2 separate regions of the Oryctolagus cuniculus genome follow, and region 2 is linked to region 1. Evidence: chromatin contacts called from public Micro-C data. All regions are on one chromosome and are shown on one strand. The core of a region is the stretch at or near the end of the contact, and the rest is flanking DNA. Distances in the headings are between cores, read along the strand shown.

Region 1 (6,264 bases), core at 809-3,308:
AAATCTTGGGGAAAGAGCGAAGCTACAGGGTGCCCACAAGCTCCCGCTGTGAGAGGTGGAGGGCGGCCTCAAGCAGTGTGGGGGGGGCACCTGGGCATGTGTCAGTCATCAGGGAAGCAGTTCCTGGCCTGCCCCGTCCTCAGAGTGCGACAGGGAAGACTCTGGGTTTGCACCTGTCCTCCCGAGAGTGCTCCTAGCGACAGGCACCACCTTTGGGGAGACAGAAGTAATCACAGCAAGAACCAGGGCCGCAAAGGAGAGGAACCTGCCTCGGGTTTCTTTCCATTGACTTATTTATAACAGAAAGCACGGCGCCCACAGTGGCACTGCCCCCCTTGGAGGTGGCGTCCGGTTCCGTTCACGGCTGGCTCCTGTGCTGCGCGCACGCAGGGCCACCTCCCTGCAGCAAAGGCCTCCTTCCATGGCCTGAAACGCTGGAAGACTGAGCCTGTGTCCCCCGGGGCCGGGCTGGCCGGGCTGTGGCGTCCTCGCCAGGCACAGCTGCAGAGGGCGGATGCACAAGGAGAGGGCAGACACCGGCCACAGTCCTTGTTTGGGATCTGAGCTTGGAAAGGGCCGTGTGAGGTCACTGAGCGGGGGGCCCAGCACTGGCAGAGAGGAGAGGAGCAGAAAGGGGTCCCCCGAGAGGGGCTGGCGGCCAAAGACCCAGCGTTTACATTTGAAAATCTGTGCCAAGAACATCTGTCTGGGGATGGAATTCCTGGGCCTCCTAGGCTGGATCTTAACTGCACAGATGAGGAAAGAGATTGGAGACAGCGGGGTGAGTCCAGCCAGAGGCCGCCTCTGCCGCAAGGTAATGCAGAATATTCTATCCTATCCTGTTCTGTTCTGTTCTGTTCTATTCCATTCCATTCCATTCCATTCCATTCCATTCCATTCTATTCACATCCCCAGTGCATGCCAGGTGTACAGTCTCGCGCTCACAGCAGAAAGTGCTCCTTGAGATCCGCCAGGACAGGTGTGTCGGATGGGGGGAGGGTACCACAGCAGGTGTGGAGCTACCTGTGGTTTTGCCCCGATCTCCTAAGAGCCACTTCCTTTTCTCTGAGTTAGGATTCTAGAGTGAACACATTGGAACTCTTATGCTAGGAGCTGCCAAGGACACACAACACTCTGTCCCAAAAAGGGACAAGGCCCAGGGGTGTGGACTCAGCTAACTAACAGCTTGGATATCGGCGGCATCCAAAATTCTGCAGCACCCCCAGCCGCTGGAGCCAGCACAACCCCCTGCTGCTGGGCGCGGGAGAGGCCCCTCTGAGCTAGGGGCTGAAATGAGGGTCGTGGGGACTCCTATCAGAACAGAAAGGAGTCCACACCTGCTGCAGCCCTTCCCCTAACTGAGGTGGGTGGGACTCCGCAGGGTTTCTCGGGGTAAAAGCCAGGGGTCCCGTGAAGCCTTTGAAGACAGCAAAATCAGGTCTGTAGCTTCCTCGGTGCAGGCACCACTCCTGGGAGCCCACAGCCCCTGCCCCTGCCCCAGGCCGGCCTGAAGGATTCTTGTGTAGAGGCTGCTCCACTCCTGGTCACCCCAGCACATCGGGCACTGGAGACAGAGGACAGCAGGCCAGCGTCTTGTGGTCCTGCTGAACTCGTCCTCCTTTTGACGCGAGGTGGCCGGAGCCCATCTCCCTTCAACCCGGCTCGCACGGCCCAGTTTTCCCACCATCTGGATTCGGTGAGAAGGCCCAGGGCTGGCCCGGGGCCGGCCGAGCCAGGGCAGCGGCTGAGTCAACAGGATCAGGCACCGGAGCGAAAATTCCTTTTTTGGAAGCCAGGCAGCCACTTCTCAGGCCGGCGGCGGCGGAGTCCCCGGGAAGTGACGCAAGGCCGGGGCAGGAGAGGCAGGAGCGAGTGCCTTGCTCCAGGATGGTGCCTGGCAGCCTGGCTCAGGGGCTCGGACCTGCAACAGGGAAGGCGGCAGCCTTCTTCCGGGCCGGGCCGGGCCACTCGCTGTTCCTCTCTCCTGCCGCTGAGTGACTTCAGACAGCCGGGGTGGGGAGGAGTGGGGGTGGAGGGTGCTGTTGCGAGCCCCTTAGACAGGAAAGGAGGCGCTGGTGGGGCTGGTGGGGGCTGCAGGGGAGCAACGGAGAGCCCAGGAGGGGCCTCTGGGAAGGGCGGGAAGTCGGCCCCCTGGGAAGTTCTGGCGGCAGCACAGGAGTGGGGGAGGGGATTCTTTCTTCTCCCCCAGCTGCAGGAGGGCGCGGGGGAGGGGTGTCTTTGTACCTTGCTGAAGCTGGCAGTTAGGAAAAGGAAAAGGCTTTTGAGCTACATTTCCTGATAGGAAAAGCCTAAATCTTAAGAGGGAAAATAGTATTTGAGAGGCAGAGAGAGACACAGAGAGAACTCTCACCACCTGGTTCTCTCCCCAGATGCTCACAGTGACGGAGGGTTCAAAGCCAGGGGCCAGGAACTCAATCCAGGTCTCCCCCGTGGGTGGCAGGGGGTGACTTGAGCCACCGTCACTGCTGCCTCCCAAGAGCTGCACTAGCGGGAAGCCAGAGTCAGGAGCCTGAGCCGGGACTTGAACCCAAGCACTGCAGTGTGGGGCGTGGGCATCCTAACTGCTAGGCCGGATGCCCAGCCCACGAATCCTAACGGGATTAGCTTTGCCTCTCAGCATCTGTCCCTTATTCTAGGGCCAGTCTCCCCAAATCCCTGGGATTGGTCCCAGTTGAGTCTGCCTCCAGGCTACTGCGATTTCAGGACCGGGTATGGCCCGGGCGACACAGCCCCTGCCCCTGTTTGCCATTTTAGGAGGTGGCAGAGATGCTGGGAGTATTATACACAGTCCAGTGATTCAGGGCACGGGTTTATTGTAGCAGGTGAGGAACCCAACAGCTCCTCCTGGATGTACCTGCCATTTGGTCCCTCGCCATGGCCCCCAGAGCCCCCCCCTCCCGCCATGTCCCTTCCCCATCCAGGGCCACCCGCCTCACAGGCTGCATCTCACACCATCACACCCCCTTCCTTCACCCAGCCCCCGCACCCCACCCCCACCCCGGGCAGCAGTGACCAGCAGCCAGCCGCGGAGGTAAACAACACGAGAGCACTTCAAGACCCATTTGAAAAGGGAGCATCTGGACCCAGAGGCGCGCACCCCTAGCCACACGTGAACCGGCCCCTGGAGTGCGACTTGAGAGAAGGCTGCTCCTCCGTGTCACCCAGCATGCCGAGCATGTAGGAGCCCATGTAGATGAGGAGCTGGCCGGTCACCTGGGCGGTGTAGGACAGGAATCGCAGCAGGCTCCTGCGACAGGCAAGACAGGGACGCGTCAGGCTGCGGGGAAGCACACGGGGTGGGCCTGCTGCACCCCAGCTGGCCTAACGCAGGCTCCGAGGTGGCAACGCGCACACAGGAGAGCGTGGTGATCTGAGAGGTGCTGCTCTGGGGACACACAAGTCCCCAGGGGCTGGGCAAGAGGCGATGCTGATGTGACCTGTCTGGGTGCAGGCTGGACTCCATGCATTCCCAGGTGAGCCACCTCGGCGCAGTGTGGCTCCCGCCAGCCACTTCCAAACGTGCCTGCTCTTGCAGGAACCAGGGTGCTCTGCTGGGGCAGACACGAGCGTGTGCCTTGTGCTGTCCCTCAGCTACCTGCCTCTCCAGCAGCAGCCCTGGTGGGCATAAGGTGCTATTGCATGGAAATCAATCAGCACTGGGGAGGGCGTTTGGCTCCGCGGTTAAGACACCTGCATCCTGTATCTGAGTGCCTGAGTTTGAGGCTCTATTCCACTTCATATCTGGCTTCCTACTAATGCACACCTTGGGAGACAGCAGGTGGTGCTTCAAGTGTTTGGGTCCCTACCACCCATGTGGAAGACCCAGATGGAGTTCCTGGCTCCTGGCTTCAGTCTGATCCAGCGTTGGCTGTTGCTGGCATTTGGGAGTGAACCAGTGAATGGAAGACCTCTCTCTCTCTCTCTGATATTCATCTTTCAGATAAATTAAAAAAAAAAAAAAGGAAATCTATCAGGCCAGGCTGGGGGAAAAGTCACAGCAAGACCCAGCTGAGGGGCTGGTTCTTTGGCGTAGTGGGTAAAGCCACCGCCTGCAGGGCTGGCATCCCATATGGGTGACAGTTCGAGTCTTGGCTGCTCCACTTCTGAGCCAGCTCTCCGCTATGGCCTGGAAAAGCAGTAGAAAATGGCCCAAGTCCTTGGGTCCCTACACCCATGTGGGAGACCTGGAAAAAGCTCCTGGCTCCTGGCTTCAGACTGGTGCAGCTCTGGCCTTTGTGGCCAACTGGGGAGTGAACCAGCAGATGGAAGACCTCTCTTTCTCTCTCTTTGCCTCTCCTCTCGGAGTAACTCTGAACTTTCAAATAAATAAATATATATTTTTAAAAGACCCAATTGACATAGGGTTAGGGATATCCCATCTTGCTCCCCAAGTTACAGGGAGGGGAAGCCTCACCCATCCTGACCTCTAAATCTTTTTGTTTTTTTTCCTTTGGACAGGCAGAGTGGACAGTGAGAGAGAGAGAGACAGAGAGAAAGGTCTTCCTTTGCCTTGGTTCACCCTCCAATGGCTGCCGCAGCCGGCGCACTGCGGCCAGCACGCAGGCGCTGATCCGGTGGCAGGAGCCAGGAGCCAGGTGCTTTTCTTGGTCTCCCGTGGGGTGCAGGGCCCAAGCACTTGGGCCATCCTCCACTGCCTTCCCGGGCCACAGCAGAGAGCTGGCCTGGAAGAGGGGCAACCGGGACAGAATCTGGCACCCCGACCGGAACTAGAACCTGGTGTGCCGGCGCCGCTAGGCGGAGGATTAGCCTAGTGAGCCGCGGCGCCGGCCTGACCTCTAAGTCTTACGGCTGAGTCTGATGTCAGTGTTATTTCAGACTGAAAAAAAAAAAAAAACTGCAACTCTCACTCACGTTCTTGTTTTCTATCTGGTCTGACGCTGAAGGATTTCACTCCAGTTTTATTAAAGTGCATCACATTCATAATGTGTAGCGGGACATGAAGCAGCTGAGGCTGCCTCCTGGGATGTGACCCCCAAATCCAGGGGTCAGCTCTGTGGTCTGCAGAGGCCACTGCCTTTGGGAGGCCAGAGCAGGCCCTGGGAGGTGAGGCCTCTGGCCTGGGGGCTGCTTGTGGTGTTGCCAAAGTGGGCAGGAGGAAAGAATTAGTAACAAGAAGACTGAACTTGTCTTTCAAGAAAGGTTTTCTCCATTTTGCTTTCCTTTTTTAGCATTTTTAAAAGATTTATTTATTTGAAAGGCAGAGTGACAGAGAGGGAGTGATAGAGAGAGAGGGAGGGAGAGAGATCTTCTATCTGCTGGTTCACTCCCCAGGTGAAGTCAGAAACTCTCTCTGGGTCTCCCACATAGGTGACAGGGGCCCAGGTACATGGGCGCATTAGCAGGGACCAGGACTTGAACATGCTGGTGCTCCAGTACAGGATGCTGGCACCACAAGCATCAGCTTAACCCGCTGTGCCACCATGCCTGCCCCCAGGATTCCTTGCTAAGTTGCAATTAAGCTGTGACTGCTGTGTTGTTCTAAGCTGAGCCTCCTGCCTTACTTTACACATGGAACAACAGACCTGTTGTCTCCCAACTCAACACAAACAAAGCAACTTTCCTGGGAGGACAGATTTTAACATTACGACAGTGGCCCAGGTCAGGACTCAGCTAGAGGGCTGGGAACCTGGGGGAGAAAGGCAGGCCTGCCCCCAAGCACATCCCCTTCTGAGGTTGCGGGGACACATCAGAGCTGCGCTTATGGGGCCAGCAGAGAGAAGGAACAAGCAGCCCCAGCAGGCAGGCCCAGCCCTGGGGAGAGGGAAAGGGCAACACATGACTGTCCCTAGGACCTCCCACCCCATCACCCTCTCTCCCTCCCTCCACAGAGAATTGACTCATTAAAGGCCCCTGTGAATTTACCAGAAGAGTACGAGCAGGTGTACTGAGAGCTGAGCCAATTGTAACAGACTGGGAAGTAGCCTTTTCATTTTAAAGGTGATGGAGCAGCAGACTCATAGAATGACAATCATTTTAAGTAACACTCTGACCTCAGAATCAGTCCTTAAGGCATCTGAATGTGGCTGGAAAGCCCATGAGAGCAATGCAGGCATGGAAAGCCAAGACACTGTGGCAAAAAAAAAAAATCCTGTATGAAGGATCTATGTGGGTGAGACCCCAGTGGAAAAAAGAGGTCATCAAAGAAGAATGTACTTTTCTCTGAAGGGAGAACTTCCACTTTGCTTATGGCCTTGCCTAAATACTGAGAGTTTAGGGTCACAA
Region 2 (6,469 bases), core at 3,045-5,544, 350 kb before region 1:
TTTTTTACCTTTTTGGTGCACTTTTCTAGGTGAATGTACCTCTTAGGAGCAATTGTCTGGGAGTGTCTGGGATAAGCTTGGGCGGCACAGACAGACTGTGCTCCCTGAAAGACACAGAGCAGCTCAACCAGCACGTCCAGAGTATGAAGCATGAAGTACATTTATTCTGCAAAAATGATAAGTAAATATAAGAAAAGAAAAAAGAACTGTCAAGGATTCCATTTTTTAATAAACACAACAAAATCAAAGAAAACTAAAATCATTCAGAGTAACATACGCCATCGTTTTTCACAGATCTTACAGCACTTTGAGAAAGACAGTTCAATGTAGAGTTGTTCAGACCTTTTAACTATATATGGTAATTTTAAAAAGTGATGTCACTGAGTAAAAATAAAACCAACAACAGAAATTGGAACAAAAAATACCGGACATAAAGGGATTTGAGTCTTTGAGTTTGAACTGAAAATGAGAGAATGGGAAGGTGCCAACTTATTCCAGAGGATTGCTCGTCCTCATCAAGACTTCTCAATCTCTTGGGCATCTTTCAATTGTCAGCACTCACTTTTTTTTTTAATTTATTTTGTTTATTTGAAAGAGTTACAGAGAGAGGCAGAGACAGAGAGAGAGGTCTTCCATCTGCTGGTTCACTCCCGAGATGGCCACAACAGCTGCAGTTGAGCCGAAGCAGCAGCAGGAGCTTCTTCTGGGTCTCCCATACAGGTGCAAGCACCCAAGGGCTTGGGCCATCTTCTATTGCTTTCCCAGGCCGTAGCAGAGAGCTGGATTGGAAGAGGAGCAGCTGGGACTAGAACCAATGCCCTTATGGGATGCCGGTGCTTCAGGCCAGGGCTTTAACCCGCTGTGCCACAGTGCCGGCTCTTAGCACTCAATTTCAAAGAGTAGCATAACCCTGGACCATGGAGCTTATCAAGATTTCAAAGAGTTCTGAAAATCCTATTTAAAAAACAAAATAACATTGTCTTTGTACAGAAAGTGTCAAGTATTTATACACAATATAATGGCTAGATTTAGGAAGAAGACAGCCAGGTATTTTAAGATTTGCCTTCTATTTATTCTATGTAGAGAAGGAACACAAGCAATGTTTTACTTGTCATCTTGCCTCAACGTAATTACTTATAAGATCACACAGGCAAAATATTTACTTTATTTTTTTAAAAATATATATTTATTGATTTATTTGAAAGGCAGAGTTACAGTGAGGCAGAGGCAGAGGCAGAGAGAGAGAAGTCTTCCATCTGCTGGTTCACTCTCCAAGTGGCTGCAACAGCCAGAGCTGAGCTAATCCGAAGCCAGAAGCCAGGAGTTTCTTCCTTCTGGGTCTCCCACACAGGTGCAGGAGTCCAAGGACTTGGGCCATTTTCTACTGCTTTCCCAGGCCATCAACAGGTAACTGGATGGGAAGTGGAGCAGCCAGGACTCGAACCGGCACCCACATGGCATGCCTGCACCGCAGGTGGCAGCTTTACCGGCTATGCCACAGCGCCAGCCCCAAAATATTTACTTTAAAGATAGAATATTGTAGCTGAGAACTTGCACTTGGCTGAAAATAAGAAAAGCTCTTCTATTGCACATGACCTCACGATTCAAGGACATCACATTTTTCCTCTCAAGATGTGTTGATGTTCTTCAAAACTGCAACTTTGAACAGGTTAAAAAAAAACCTCTATCATTGCAAATTCATATTTTAAGTTGACACATAAAACTGTAAACTGGGCCAGCGCCGCGGCTCAATAGGCTAATCCTCCGCCTTGCGGCACCAGGACACCGGGTTCTAGTCCCGGTCGGGGCACCGGATTCTGTCCCGGTTGCCCCTCTTCCAGGCCAGCTCTCTGCTGTGGCCAGGAAGTGCAGTGGAGGATGGCCCAAGTCCTTGGGCCCTGCACCCCATGGGAGACCAGGAGAAGCACCTGGCTCCTGCCATCGGATCAGCGCGGTGTGCCGGCCGAAGCGCGGCGGCCATTGGAGGGTGAACCAACAGCAAAGGAAGACCTTTCTCTCTGTCTCTCTCTCTCACTGTCCACTCTGCCTGTAAAAACAAACAAACAAACAAACAAACAAAAAAACCTGTAAACCCCTATAGGGCAACATGTGATGTTTTGATGCCTGTATACATTAATCAGCTTCCAAATCAGGATATGGCTCTCTTCACATGCTTCTTTTTGGTAAAAACAATCAAAATCCTTTTGTCTAGCTTTCTTGAAACATATAGTACATTATTCTATACAGTCCCTCATTGTGAAATAGGCACTGGAACTTATTTCTCCTAACTAAAACTTAGTATCTGTGAAAATTTGTTTTTAAGAAAGTATCTTTTAAATATAATGTTTTAAATTTGTTTTTCCCCTTTTTTCCCACTTCACTTCCTTTCCCCTTCCTTCCATTGTTATCTTTACTTGGATTTTTTTTACTCCCTTATGCCATGAACAGCGAGTGGACCACGGATTCCTTAGTTGATTAATTCATCCAACTTGCCTCTTGGCCTAAGGCAAGGCTGATAATGTTTCTGACTGTAGCTGTTAATAACCTAGAATGCCAGAAGATGGCGGTGTTGCCCATAAAAGCAGAGCACTTTGCTGTTTTCCTAGGTTGTCTGAACTACCTGAAGCCCTTGTTTCTGAAATCCATACAGATCTCGACATTTTTTTTAAGATTATATATTTATTTGAAAGAATGACAGTGAGAGACATATGTCTTTGATCTGCTGGTTCACTCTCTAAATGGCTAAAGCGATCCAGACTGGTCCAGGCCTAGGCCAGCAGTCAGGAACTCCATCCTGGTGTTGCAGGTGGGTAGCAGGGGCCCAGTGCAACAAAGAGCTGGATTGGAAGCAGAGCAGCCAGAACTCTGATGTGGGATGTTAACACCAGGCCCCAGGCTCTCAACTTTAAAGACAGTCGATTTGGGAATGTTTGACCATGTTTTAAATCAAGAAGATATGTATGTATATACAAATACAGTTTCACATAGCAATTAAAGACACTTGCCTCTCTGGCCTTCGGCACACAGTGATACTGCACTTTTTCACAAGTGGGATTATGCCCCCACAAGTAAGTGATGCGACTTTAAAGAGTTGTTTGTTACCTTTTGTAGTGAAATTATAATAAGGTACCAGGTAGCAGGACGCTCTCTTCTCCTGCCTCCATTGGTCCTTTCGCTTTTCCCCATTCCTGCCCGTATGGTGGTTATCTTAAGCATTTAACAACAGATTATTGTAATTTCTACTGCATACTGCAGGACACAATAGATGAAAGTGTGATTCAATATCTAATGCTGCACACAAAACTCTGCCCTGAAAGGTCTGTCACTACTTAGTGTAAGTTTCTTGGTACTTTCAGCTGGAGGTTTTCCACACAGGAATAGCCTCACTCAGAGGACACTGTTACCAATCAAACTCATTTAACAGTGGGGTGATTGTTCTATTTAAGAATTACCTATTTTTACTGCATGGTTTAATGGGCTCATTGAGGTCCCCCAAAAGTATGTCTTTGTTGCATTCTATGGCTCAACTCCCTCAGTCCAATTCTGTCAGTGCGATATCAGTTAAACACCGAATGAGCAGCTGAGCTAACTGGGCTACCACGAACGCGGTTACGGGGACACGTGATCTTAGTGAGAGGTTGCACAAATGTTACAAATGAATCCGAAACGACGCGGAAACCGACGGCTGCAAGCCCAGATCCTGATTTAGGCTTTTGGGTGAAGTCAGTTAGCAAAACCTGGAAAGATCTCCGCCCTCCCTGAACTCTGGAGAGATTCAGTACACCAGAAACCTCACCATAGCAGAGCAGGGCACGAGGAACCACAGCGCCGGTGGTCCAGGCTGCGAGCCGAGAGGAGCCTCGGCGCCCAGGGGCCAGCGCACACGTCCTGGGCAGCCAGAGGCGAGGGGTTCTGCAGACCTGAACTGAGGCCGGGTTCAAGCTCCTAATGAGATCGTCGGGAAACCAGTCCCGGGCATGGACAGCGACTTCCCCGCTCCGCAGGGTGGCGACCCGCTGGACACGCTCAGGGCCCCAGCACAGCCGGCGGGGCGGAGTCCCCGACCGTGGGAACCCTCCTGACCGCGCGCCCCGCCCCGCCCCCCGCAGCGGCTCCCCCCACGCAGCCCCCGACTCCTCGTCCTCTCCGGACCACGCGCCACGCCTCCGGCGGCCCCTGACCCCGCGCCACGCGCCCCCCGGCCGCGCCCCCTCCCCGGCCCCCCACCCCTACCGAGCGCCCTCTCCGGACCGTGCGGCTGCCCCGAGGGCTGGGCGCGGGGCGGGGCGAGGCGAGGCGGGGCGGGGCGGGCGGACGCCATCGCGTAGCTACCGGCCGGCGGCGGCCTGGTCAAGACATCCGCGGCGTCCTCGCCGCCCTCCGCTCGCCTACGCCGCCCGGGCCTTCGCCTCGGTCCCCGGGGCGGCGCGCGCGGCCGGGTTGGGCGGCGGCAGCGGCGGCGGCTCGGGGCATGAGGAGGCGGCGTCGCGCGGAAACGATGCTGTGGAGCTGAGGAGACGCGGACACACGGCGCGGCGGCCAAGCGCAGCGCCTATCCGCGGGATGGCTCAGGCGGCCGGCCCGGCAGGCGGCGGGGAGCCGAGGGCCGACCCGGCGAGCGGCGAGGGGCCGCCGGAGGCCGGCGCGGCCGGGGGCACGGAGGACGCCCTGAGCCTGGAAGAGATCCTGAGGCTCTACAACCAGCCCATCAACGAGGAGCAGGCGTGGGCCGTGTGCTACCAGTGCTGCGGCTCCCTGCGCGCCGCGGCCGCCCGCCGCCGCCAGCCCCGCCGCCGCGTGCGCTCGGCCGAGCAGATCCGCATCTGGAGGGACGGCGCCGTCACCCTGGCGCCCGCCGCCGGCGACGAGGGAGAGCCGCCCCCCACTGCGGGTGAGCCCACCGGGCCCCTTCCACTCGCAATCCTCGGGCCCTCTCTTTTTTGCAGACTCTGAGCTCAGTCCTTTCGTCCCCGCGATCCTCCCCCTCCTACGGTGCGCCGTGGGCAGGACCCGGGCCTGGGGACGTGGGGAGGGCGGAGTGGATGCTGCGAGCAGGCAGAGCTCCGCGTCCGTCAGAGTCTCGGGCGGGGGCGGATGGCTGCACAAAGAGCTGGGAGGGGGCCTGGGGCGAGCCTGGGGTCGGCGCGGGCCTGCGCCCCCCACGGCAGGCGGTGGGTCCCACCGGCTGCTGCGCGGGCTTGTTCGGGGGAACGATGCGGGGCTGCGTGCTTTCCGGAGAAGCTGTGTGCGTAGTTCGTGCCTGGGCCGTGCGCTTGGGGCTGTGCCCGCCGTGTGCTGAGGGGCTGTGAAGTGTTCACGTGAGAGCTTGTCAAGGAGTCTTAGAAATCGCATCTTTAGGAAGGAATAACCAGCTAGTATTTTAAATCTGACACAATGCCTTCGGTTTGGCAGTGTGAAGAACTCTAAAGCCCTGAGAATTCTGGTATTTTTTGGAGAAAGGGGGAAATGGACTAAATAATGTTTAACTTGAGGTTCGAAAATATCACTTACGTATATGTTAACTTGTGTGTGTGTGTGTGTGTGTGATGGAAAGCAATCTTGTAAAAAATGGACAGGATGTTGAGTCGGAGAAAATGGGATTTCGTTCTGTCTGCCTAATGTAAATTCTGCCGGATAATCTCCTGAAGAGTGACATGCTCTAGCCAGGGGTTTACCCGAGTGCTCCTTGAAGAGCAGAAGACTGATAATAGGTTTCTCTTCTCCGTCTGTATTTAATTCCGTCTTTTGAGAGGCAAGTCTATTAAAAACACAGGCAAACAATCCACCTTCACTTTTAGAAAGTTGATGGAAGTGTCAAAATGCTTAAGGTGAAAGATGTAATTCAGAACTACTGAGATCGCATTTAATGAAAATTCTTATCTAAATTGATTAAACATTTTAGACTGTAGTTACCAGTTCTTCCAGTTCCCATGAAACATTTATGTGCTTCTCCTTTTTTATATAAGGTAAACAAATTTTTAGTGGCCAGTAAATAACATTTTTATTTACAACTAGCCTTTTTATGATTTTTGGGGGGAAATTCTTTTTTAAAATAGTTTTGTTGAGTAAATGATGTGCTTATTGCAGAAATTCTGAGAGAAAGAGAAAGAGATCTTCATCCGCTTCCATCCCCAAATGGCTCATCCCAGTCTCCCACATAGGTTCAGGGGCCCGAGCACTTGGACCATCTTCCACTGCTTTCCCAGGCCACAGCAGAGAGCTGGATCAGAAGGGGAACAGCTGCAACTCCAATCAGCGCGCCTGTATGCGATGCTGGTGTTGCAAGCGTAGCTTAACCAGCTATGCCACAAAGCCGGACCCTGCTGATTGCTTTTAGACTTGGACTTTATATTAGCGGGAAATAATTGCCATTGTAATTTATTAACTTCGTATTAAGATGGCACCAAAAGATGTATCCCAGGCTGTTCTGTGGGATTTAGTTGTCAAAGGGAAAAATTGGTTGTATTCA

The links. Hi-C and Micro-C count contacts between places; a contact is called where the count stands out from the background.
Region 2: a Micro-C map of ear pinna shows a contact between it and region 1, with 5 times the contacts expected there. The contact joins the promoter of SPIRE1 here to the enhancer-like site in region 1. A contact is called at or near these places in 5 of 6 Hi-C or Micro-C datasets (ear pinna, embryonic fibroblasts, psoas muscle and 2 more).

What each region holds. Positions count from the first base shown.
Region 1 is chr10:69,155,600-69,161,863 of mOryCun1.1, reverse strand. CIDEA (cell death inducing DFFA like effector a) reads right to left here. Exons shown (of 5, transcript XM_002713556.5): 5 at 2,818-3,268. The coding sequence ends at 3,121. Among named protein-coding and RNA genes, the nearest start is that of CIDEA, 22 kb to the right of the region's middle. Within about 2 kb of position 2,058, at least 4 of the 8 cell types and tissues checked have an H3K27ac peak or open chromatin away from gene starts, as enhancers often do. A contact at or near this core is called in ear pinna, where this site is marked.
Region 2 is chr10:69,510,269-69,516,737 of mOryCun1.1, reverse strand. It overlaps SPIRE1 (spire type actin nucleation factor 1), which reads left to right and starts at 4,294. Exons shown (of 17, transcript XR_007921864.2): 1 at 4,294-4,891.